Regions from separate parts of the Danio rerio genome. Here region 1 is linked to region 2. The links are chromatin contacts, called in public HiCAR-type maps. All regions are on one chromosome and are shown on one strand. Each heading gives the region's core, a stretch centred on a gene start, on an enhancer-like site or on the middle of the called end of the contact. The rest is flanking DNA. Distances are from core to core; before and after follow the strand shown. Region 1 overlaps aig1 (androgen-induced 1 (H. sapiens)). Region 2 overlaps aig1 (androgen-induced 1 (H. sapiens)).

Region 1 (5,288 bases), core at 1,817-4,316, 73 kb after region 2:
CATTGCACAGGTGTGCAGTGTGACAATCCTGAAGATTTTGCAGAGGAACCGGCTGCAGAGCGGCCACCCCTTTCACCGCAGGGAACATTAATTCAAACTTATGCTAATATATTTACCTCCGCCACACTGTGTCATAAGTGACAGCAATGCAGCCCTTTTGAGGGTCACCTGAATGAGCTGTCAGCTAAAGAGTTATGACCACATTGGCCCACAGCTGTGGCGCTGTTCCAGCGGGCTTTTACTCAACCTGCAAGATGACATCAAGCTGTCAGGAGTCACCATGATAACGACCATCCCGGTTATCCCAAAGATGAATCAGTTAATCACATCTGCGAGCTAAACATGCCCAGCTATCCAGCAGACTTTTGCCCTTACCACAGAATCCAATTTACGCAGCTAAATATATTTGACCAGGTCTGACCTCTAGAGAGCATCTCTGTGACTAAACGACAATCGGGCCTACCGGGAGCCAGGATCCCTTGTGACATTGCCCACTCAGAAATACAGGGAAGTAAAAAAAAAAAAACACTAAAAAGCACTAAAAACAATTCCCTGGGGGTTCTCACTCACTGTCTGAACAAGTCCTTCTGTAAACATCTCTGCTGGTTTAGTTAACGATAATAAAATGTGTTGAATTGTTTTTGATAGACTCTGATTTGCTTTGTATTATTCAGTGCCACTGTTGGTCAATTAAATGGGATAATTCATGCAAAAATGAAAATGACCTTATTATTAAAGGTGCAGTATGTAAGTTTGCCACCCAGTGGTTGAACTAGGTATTGCATACCTGGATCAAAACAAACACAAATGCAGATTGCCAGAATGAGGACCAACAAAGCTGATTTAAATCGTTTTCTAAATAAAAGCAATGGCACCCGATAGAAGGAATATTGTCCATGTTAAAAGGAGTTTTTGTCTTAACCAACACCTCAAATCAAAATATTAGAAATGGCTTCTATTTCTTGCAGCTGAACAACAGAAAACTGACAATGATCGCCTCAGGTACACCTCATGTGCTTTATTCAGTGTTAAATGCTAATAATGAGAGTTTGAATGCCATTTTACCTGACATTTATTGTCATACTACTGAAAGCAGCGACGGATGGTTTACCCCCAGATCTTGAAAATTAAATAAACAATTTGAAATTGAACTTTAGACTCAAAACCAACACATATGAGTGATTCAGCCTGTACATTTAATAATGTTAAAGAGGTTTATCATATGTATAAATTAGATTATAAACCCTACCATTTGAGTGAGTGCATATTCTGTACTTCTGTATGACTGTATTTAAATTTCTGTCGTGTTTTGTTTGGTGCAAACAGCCATTCACTGCAAATCCCATCACGTAGCGTGTTGTTGGGACACGGGGTTACAATGTAACTTACTTACCTAATGTTTACATTGTTATTTCTATTATTTGAGAATTAATGACCTCATGTATAACTCAGAATTTACATCTCCTTTTGGAGTCTGCTACTGTCCACCGGAGGTCGCATTTCAGTCACAGACGCATGCTTTGAGAGCCTTTCTGAATGAATGAATGAATGAATGAATGGATGAATGAATGAATGAAATATGCGTTTTTCCAACAAGGCAACCCGGGGTGCTGAAATATAATTGGCTAAAGTGACAGTGGGCCAGTTAAAAGAACTAAAACAAAGACAGCATTCCAGTACAGAAAAAAACATTTTCAAAGCAGAATATCTGACGTCAGCATTGTTTTTTAGATAAACAAGTATGTCCACTTGGAATGTTTCTTAAATATCTGCAAACATATTATGGTATTTTTATGCTTTAGATGAGTCAGAAAAGTATAGCACCTTTATTTCTCCCTCATGTGGTTTGAAACCTTTAAGAGTTTTTTTTGTTTGTTTGTTTGTTTGTTTGTTTTTTTGCTTCTCCTGAACTCAAAAGAATATATTTTGAAGAATGCTAGTTGCTGGAAGCAAAATTACAATGAAATTCAATATTTGTGTTCAACAGAAGAAAGAAACTCAAACGAGTTTTGAATCAGTAAAGGGTGAGTAAATTATTAAAGAGGATGCAATTTTGGGTGAATATACTTTTAACAATCTTAAAAAATATTTAAATTGGCAGTGAACGAAATGCGTCCATATAACATTTCTTAAAACGTTCTGCCATTTAAAGTTGATTTTAACTGAAATGTTCAGGAACACATATGCTACTGTATATACAGTAAACAATGGAAAGGCATTTCCAGATGCATGTTTTGTTGAAAGATCATGTGGTTTTCACTACAGGCGTACGTGATAAAGAGGACATCTGTTCACTGTAGAGAAATACAGAGCAGTCTTCACTGTTTTGTTGCTCAAATTAATTATTCATCCAATATCTGTGGCCACAAGAATACACAAACTCTTACTAAATGCAGTAACACATAATAGTGCAATTCTTGCTAAACTAGGCAGATGACGTTTCGTTAATATTTAACTACAGAATATGTGATTGCCCTTGATCTAAAAAAAAAACAGCATCGGTCTACATTCTGCCTACACGTACTGTAGGTGTCCCTCAACCAGACAATGTGCTGAGTGTGAGAGCAAATACAAAAAAAGACTGCATTGCCATCCATGCAGACAGGTACGGGCCTGTCATGTTCACGGTAATGGTCAGAGAGGAGATAGCGGTCTAGGACGAGATCTAGGGCAGAATGGACGTCGGGCTGTTTCTTTGCATCATCCTCAGTAAGCATGCAGTCTGACAGCTCTGTGGCCAGGGGACAATAGGACAGGAACAAGATCTCAGCTGGCATTAGTGCTGAATGAACAAGTTTAATGGCGAAGGTGAGGCTCTGGACCCTTGCCAAGCTGTGAGCTCTTCTCTAATCAGCAGGGACTCGAGGGAGATGAAGGATCCTCCCATCACCACAGTAAACTCTGCTTACCTCACAACCTTCCTGCTGGGATTAGCATTTATTTTCCCCCTTCTCATGGACATTTTCCCTCAGTGACGTTAATGTTAAATCTATTGCTCTAACTACCTTGTGAAGTGTCCTCACGGTCTGAATGGCACTGGGGTGCGATTACTGTTACCGTCCTAAACCTTTGAAGTTTTTGACACTGACATATTTACAACTGACAACTGATTAGTCATGGTATTATTCATAAGAGAATTGTACTCCATCAGCAACCACAGAGAATGCAGTAAAGTTAGACGCCTTATAAAATGAGTGGCTGAAGCAAGATATGTCAACCACTCTTTCTTGCATATTTAGCATGTGTTAATTCTAAGATCAGATGGATTTGGGTGTTAAGTGGAGGATTATACTTGTGAGCAAAATCAATCACTACGTTTCCCAGGAGCATTTCGATCTGTATATCTTAAGTGTTTGTGTTTCCTTACTGATATACTAATATAGCAAACTATAATATGCAAATATGTATTTTAATGTAAAACTTGTCTATCTTTCTATCCACGCACACATAATTGTGTACAAATAGTATTACTATGCAGGAATAGTAATAAGAGTAATGTTTATAATATGTACATTTTAAAACAACAATGATAGTAAAGTATTAATAGCAACAATTACCAACAACCATAAATGTGATATGATGTATTAATTGTCTTTATTAAATATATTATTATTGTTGTTGTTGTTGTTGTTGTTGTTGTTATGCATTAAATTGAATCAATACATTGCATAATAAGAAAACAAATAAATAAACTAATATTTATTATAATTATTATTTTTATTATTATTACATTACATAAGAAAATTGATACATATACTAATATTAATATTATTTATTATTATATTAATAATAATAATAATATGGATAAAACTGAATCAAAACTGCAGTTAGGTGATCGTGCTAATCACTGCGCCACCGCGACACCCTATAATAATAATAATATTAAATAATAATAATAATAATTATTATTATTATTATTATTATTATTATTATTACTATTATTTTTATTATTATGGATAAATCGAAATCATTACATTACACAATAAGAAAACAAATAAAAAAAACTAATATTTATAAATAATATTATTATAATTATTATTCATGAAACTGAATCAATAAATTACATAACAAGAATAGAAATAAATAAAGTAATATTTATTTATTATTTTACATTGTTATTGTTATGTATGTTCTACTACTATTACAAATAGTAATATATATATATATATATATATATATATATATATATATATATATATATATATATATATATATATATATATATATACATATATATATACACACACTAAAAATATTTTTTTTAATTCTGCATATACTTAACAGCAAAACTTACATAATAAGAATAGAAATAAGTTAATTAATATTTATTTATTATTTTACATTGTTATTGTTATGTATGTTCTACTATTACAAATAGTAATATATATATATATATATATATATATATATATATATATATATATATATATATATATATATATACACTAAAATATTTTTTTAAATTCTGCATATACTTAACAGCAAATTAATATTGATTATTGAAGACTGTAATTTTTTTATTTTACTTAAAAACTTTTTTTTTTTAAAGATATTCTTAAAATATAGATTTTTTTATTTTATATTTTTTTGCATTATTATTATTATGGATAAAACTAAGTCAATACATTACACAATAAGAGAACAAAAAATGAACTAATAATTATAATAATAATGATTATTAATATGGATAAAACTGTATTAATACATTACATAAAAAGAAAACAAATAAATAAACGAATAGTTATTATTTTAATTATTATTATTTTTATTATTCACAAAACTGAATCAATACAATACATAATAAGGATACATATAAACTAACATTTCTTTATTATTATACATTGTTATTGTTATGTATGTTCTACTACAATTACAAAAAGTAATTGTATATATATATATATATATATATATATATATATATATATATATATATATATATACATACTAATAACAATAAAACACATTTTTAAAAATTCTGCATACACTTTACAGCAAAATAATTTGAATTAATAATAACAGACTGTAATTGTTTATTATTTTGTTTAACAAAAACTATAAATTTTTATTTTTTTGCATTGTTATTATTGTTGTTGTTGTTGTTATAATTGTTATTATATGTATTGTTTTAGTTTTATTATAATTTAATTGTATTTCTTTTTTGTAGTTGCAATAGTAGCATTAGCATTTGTATTAGTATTATTATGTTACAGACCCAATAATGACTAGAAACTTTAATTTCCCCAGTACACCAATTTAATTAAGTATTGCAGGAAGTATTGATTTCCCAT
Region 2 (5,333 bases), core at 1,127-3,626:
GAACATGGCTCTGGCCAGTTGTTTTTCTGACATGATTGTTCAGTGATCCAATTAAAAGAAATAAATGCATTGCTTTGTGTTGTAGAAGCGGTTTTGGGATATGATGATTAGGGTTGCACGATATTGAAAAAATCTAACATTGCAATATTTCATGATTCTGTGATATATATATTTTGATATGAATACTATTTCACCAGATGACTTTATTATATCTATTTGCAAAGAATGGTTGAGATGATTCTATAGTGAAGTGCTTCTGAATAAATATAATAGACCATCTAAAAGCATAGATCAATACAATAAAAAAAGCTACAATAAAAAAAAACAATGTTTTATCGTTTTCCGAGTCTAACAGTGTTAATAAAATGTATCATTATTAAAGTTACAAACTGTATTGTAATGTAACGTGTGTATTGATTTGCATTAATACATGAAAATGATAACTTATATTTAATATAATATTACATAGGCTTACTCAACATAACATATGATGTGACTACGATGTGACTGTTGCGAATGATCAAATACGGATATCGATGCTGAAACGATGTATTGTGCAGTCATAATGATGTTTATTATATCTGTTAAATAAACAGCAGTTTTCAAAGTCATTATTGGAGTGTTTGCTACATGCAAAACTTCGGGTGACCTAAGTTGTTTGCCTAGCCTACCCAAAAAAAGGTTGCCTTTGTAATTTGCAGCCCTTTTTGGAGGAATATTGTAATAATAATAATAATAATATGCCGCAATAATTGTTTTAATAATTATAATAATATTTAAAAAACTGAAATATTAAATATTCATTCAATTCAAACACTCTCAAACATTTAAATGTTTTTTTATGTTGTGTATATATATTATTTAAAAATAATGTATTTTAAAGTGAATTTCATTCTGTAATAACAAATCAAAATTTCTAGTAGCAATGATTTATTCATTTATTCATTTATTCATTTATTTATTTATTTATTTATTTATTTATGTTTGTTTGTTTGTTTGTTTTGTGGAAAACCATTTCACTTTAACAAGATGTTCTTAGATTAATTTCAATTATTAATTTTATTTTAATTTTAAACTATTACATTTAAATAATTTTAGTGATGACAAATCAGAATTTGCAGTAGCCATGATTAATTAATTATTTTTTATTTGGTTTTGTAGAAACTAAGTTTTGGACATTGAGATTCTTCTTAAAAGAAATAGAAACTTTTGTAAATGTCTTGATCATTGTAATGTATCCACACTTTAAAAAAGCGAGGTAAAAAGTCATGACAACAAATGTTTTTGTTACTTAAACTTGTTTTTTACTTAAATCAGCTTTCAACTAATTCATTTTAGCTGCAGTATACAAACTTGACTTATGTAAGATAAAATGTGACTACAAAAACAGTTCATTTGATTCAACAAAAACAATAAAGAAGCATCCATTTTTTATGGTGCATTTAAAAATGGTATTTTTTACACCCTTTTGAACAATAGTGTGAGCAAAATGTACATAATAATGCAAATGAAATCATAGTGAATCAAATTTCTTGAGAAGTGTGATTTATAGAAAATTGTGATATATTGTAGTGCACAGATGGCCTGTGTGTTTCATGATAGGCTTCATGAACAGGGAAGACGCAGTAATACTCTTAGCCAACAGATGGCAGTATGTCTTAAAGATAAGACCAGGATACTGGCTTCGGCTTGAACTCACTGTAACAGTACAGCATGTGCTTATAACATACCGCCAATGTGAGAAGTCGGAAATTACACCAAATTTAGCTTGAAATCTCTCCCTACTTTTTTTCCAGCATGATCTCCAGATATGACATGATCTTATTCTCAGGGTCTGTCAGAGATGACATTCGGAGACCTCCAGCAGGGCCTATTTTCGCCCGTGAATATAGCTATGTAGGAACTTTGACTACACATGGAAAATGTGGGCTGTGGTTTTCTTCTCTTCTTGGCAAGAGACTGAAAAGAAAAAAATGGAAAAACAGTAACCATTCCAAACATATGTTCCCATGGAAGGGGGCAGCGCTACGGGTTGGTCCCCCAACCTATGTGTAGACCTAACACACTAATTATCCATTATTGTCCTCCGCATTCAATCTGTACAGAAGCTGTTTAGATATAAAACGGCAGAGGAAAATATGCCCGCCTGGTTAAATAGATCACAAACATTTATTGTAGCTTGTGTTGTGTCCCAGTTCAAATCAGCGTCAGTTCGAACAAAGCTCTATTATTTTAAAGAGTGCCATTACGGGTGGTATTGCCAATAGTGTTCATGCACTTGCTCATTTTATGATGGCAGTCGAGTTTCTGCTTGCCCAATAAAATGATTCAGTTGCATAAGACTATATTGTGCAATCATGCTATAGAGGGAGGCGTGGGAAGCGGTTCATTATGTAGAATAAGGGAGAGACTGTGTCACATTTTTCAGGAGTTCCTCGGATTGTTCAGGAAGGACAGTTTTTTCATCAGTTTAACAGTAATCAGTGTGTCATATGAGACTATGTAGTTCATCATAAATAGATAATGTCTTATTTTTGGAATGATTAACCGGCCAAGTTTAATCAGAAACTTACTTGTGTACGTTTACAGAAAAGCTGTCGTTTTAGATTGCTAATATAAAAATTAAAATAAAAGATTGTCCCTCTAAAATCCTAGAAGGATGGGTTATGTGTTGTGATATGAAGGTAAATTAGCTTTATAGCTTTTTTTTTAATAAGAATTATTGTGGTGATTTTGTAGGGAAGTGTGTTTGGGCGGCAAGCTATTGGAAAAATTTGACTATATATTGATTGGGATGATTTTATAGGTGAGTGAAATATAAATGTACTTTTATGTCATTTATTATATATACAGTGCTCAGCATATATAAGTACTTTACCAATCTCTCTTTTAAATTCATATTTTTAATAGGAAGATACACAATATTATATTTGTGCATATAATAGATTATTCAGTACTGAAGCCAAATCTAGAGCTTATGAAAAACTTGTACACCCAAATGTATGTTTTATACAGGGTAATGTGGGGTCTTAAAATGTCTGAAATCTCAAAATCCAAATTTTAGGCCCTAAAAAGTCTTAAATTTACTGAAATATTGTGTTGTAGGTCTTACGTCTTTTTAACGGATATTTAACTTTTTGCGTCTTTTTTAATGGATCTTAATTTTCCTTTGTTCATAAATTGCTGCCAAAACCCATACGGTTACCAACAATCCAATCCAATTAAACTTTTAACTTTTTATTTAAATGGTCATTTTTAACTCTATTTATCATAATGGTTTAAGTTTTTTCTTTACAATAACATTTGTTAAAAAGTGCTCCATGTATTTACTGCTGCGGACACCGACCTGGACAGACTGTTGTGCAAAGATTTAGTTTATGGTAGTTTTTAAAACTTAAGCATTTGTTCTTTATTTTATTTTAAAGAAAGTTTATGTTGGAAAAAAAGTGTATGGATACAAGTAGATTGTTTGTATCCAAATGTTTGTAGCTTGTTTTTACACAATATTTTTTGTATTTTGCTAAGAAATATTAGAATGCTAAAATATTTAATTTATTTATTAAATGTATTAAATTATATATTTTTTGATAATGCAAATAAAAATGTTTTCCATCTGGGTCATTTGAAAAATTCCTTAGCCTTTAGCCTTTTATGAGTGGAACTCTGTGGAACCTGCAGAAACCCTGGTTATAGAAAAATATTAAATAACAATTTAAAAAAGAGGAAAAAAACAAGAGAAGCAAAAAAAAATGAAAAATTTAGTTGAAGTTTTGTAGTTTGTAATTTGTTTTTGCAACAATTTGCTTGTATTTAATTGCATTATCCTTAAATTTCTAAATATATTTGGTGACTTAAATAATATTTTAATAAATATATCTGTTTAATAAATCTGTTTTGTTTAAATGCACCAAAATACATTGCCTAAATTTAAGGGAAATGGAAAAAAAACATTTTTAAAATAAGATGTACTTAAATATGCTGAGCACTGTATACAATAAACAAAACACAGTAACAAATAAACACAATTGAGCAAATATTAAAGTGAAATAAACAGAAGTGATTTGTGGAGAGTCTAACAGTGTTAAGTTACAGAAATTTAATAATCAAATGTAAATTAACAATTCATAGTCTTTATCATAAGAATTGTTAAATAAAGTGAATCTGTGTTAAACGTCTTAATGTTCTTTAAAAATTCTTTGGAGTCTCTTAAAATGCTTAAATAGTCACAGGCCTTAACAAATCCAGATAATCACTCTGTTATGCTTAATTTCAGCAAAGTCACCATAAATCTCATGTGTTTTGACTTGTGGTTCCTTGTCATCTATAATCCCAACTCTACATTGCATTATCTTGTGATGTGACTACTGCAGATACACTCATTGCAATATTGATGTGCAAAATATATAATGTGCAGCCCTAATTTAAATGAATGAGCAAATGGGGGAAAAAAGATAAATACAGTAAAACAAAGGTAAAACTTAATAAGCTGTGCTTTGATTTTCTGGGGAGTTCAACAGTATTGAGGTATATATTGAACAAAGAAGTTTAAAATGTGAGACATTTTCACAGGGAGCCTGTACTGTTCATTGGTACGGCAGCAACGTTCCTTGACTATTATGCTGGAATGAGTTCCTAGACATTTCAGCCTAGAAGATAGCAAATTGTTATAGAGGGAGGCGTGGGAAATGCTTCATTATGTAGAATGAGGAGGAGACCATGTCACAGTTTTTTAGGAGTTCCTCGGATTGTTCGAGAAGGACAATTTTTCTCATCAGTTTAACAGTAATTGATGTGTCATATGAGACTGTGTTGTGGATCATAAGTAGATAATGTCTTATTTTTGGAATGATTAACCTAGCTCAAACCAAAAACACAAGAACTGTAGCAAATAGTGGCATAAGTTACCAGAAGAGCTGTCATTTTAGATCGCATGTATAGAAATTCAAATAAAACAATGTCCCTCCAAAATCCTAGAAGGACTAAATGGAAAAAAAAGAAGATAAATACAGTAGAACAAAGATACAACTTAATAAGCTGTGCTTTGTTTTTCTGGAGCGTTCAACAGTATTCAAGTATATAAATTGAATAAACAAGTGTAAAAGGAAAATCGTCTAACTTCCATTAATATAACTAAGGTTAGACATTTTTACACGGAGCGTGTACTGTTCATTGGTACGGCAGCAATGTTCCTTGACTATTATGCTGGAATGAGTTCCTAGACATTTCAGCCTAGAAAATAGCAATTGTTCATTTTCTTTTAGTTTTAGTAAACAATACGACTACTGTAGAGTCAAGCTTTAAATATACGAACATTTTCAAAATTATTTTGAGCA

What was found. HiCAR-type assays count read pairs that join an accessible place to other places.
Region 1: a HiCAR-type map of caudal fin shows a contact between it and region 2, with 4 times the contacts expected there. The contact joins two enhancer-like sites. A contact is called at or near these places in 3 of 18 Hi-C or Micro-C datasets (caudal fin, embryo and hematopoietic stem cells) and 2 of 4 datasets of contacts at active chromatin or transcription factors (caudal fin and embryo).

The regions. Positions count from the first base shown.
Region 1 is chr20:40,852,630-40,857,917 of GRCz12tu, forward strand. All of the region lies in intron 2 of aig1 (androgen-induced 1 (H. sapiens)), which reads left to right. It also overlaps a transcript of hivep2a not described here. Among named protein-coding and RNA genes, the nearest start is that of hivep2a, 57 kb to the left of the region's middle. Within about 2 kb of position 3,067, at least 5 of the 62 cell types and tissues checked have an H3K27ac peak or open chromatin away from gene starts, as enhancers often do. A contact at or near this core is called in caudal fin, where this site is marked.
Region 2 is chr20:40,780,610-40,785,942 of GRCz12tu, forward strand. The region is part of intron 2 of aig1 (androgen-induced 1 (H. sapiens)); the gene reads left to right. Among named protein-coding and RNA genes, the nearest start is that of aig1, 13 kb to the left of the region's middle. Within about 2 kb of position 2,377, at least 20 of the 62 cell types and tissues checked have an H3K27ac peak or open chromatin away from gene starts, as enhancers often do. A contact at or near this core is called in caudal fin, where this site is marked.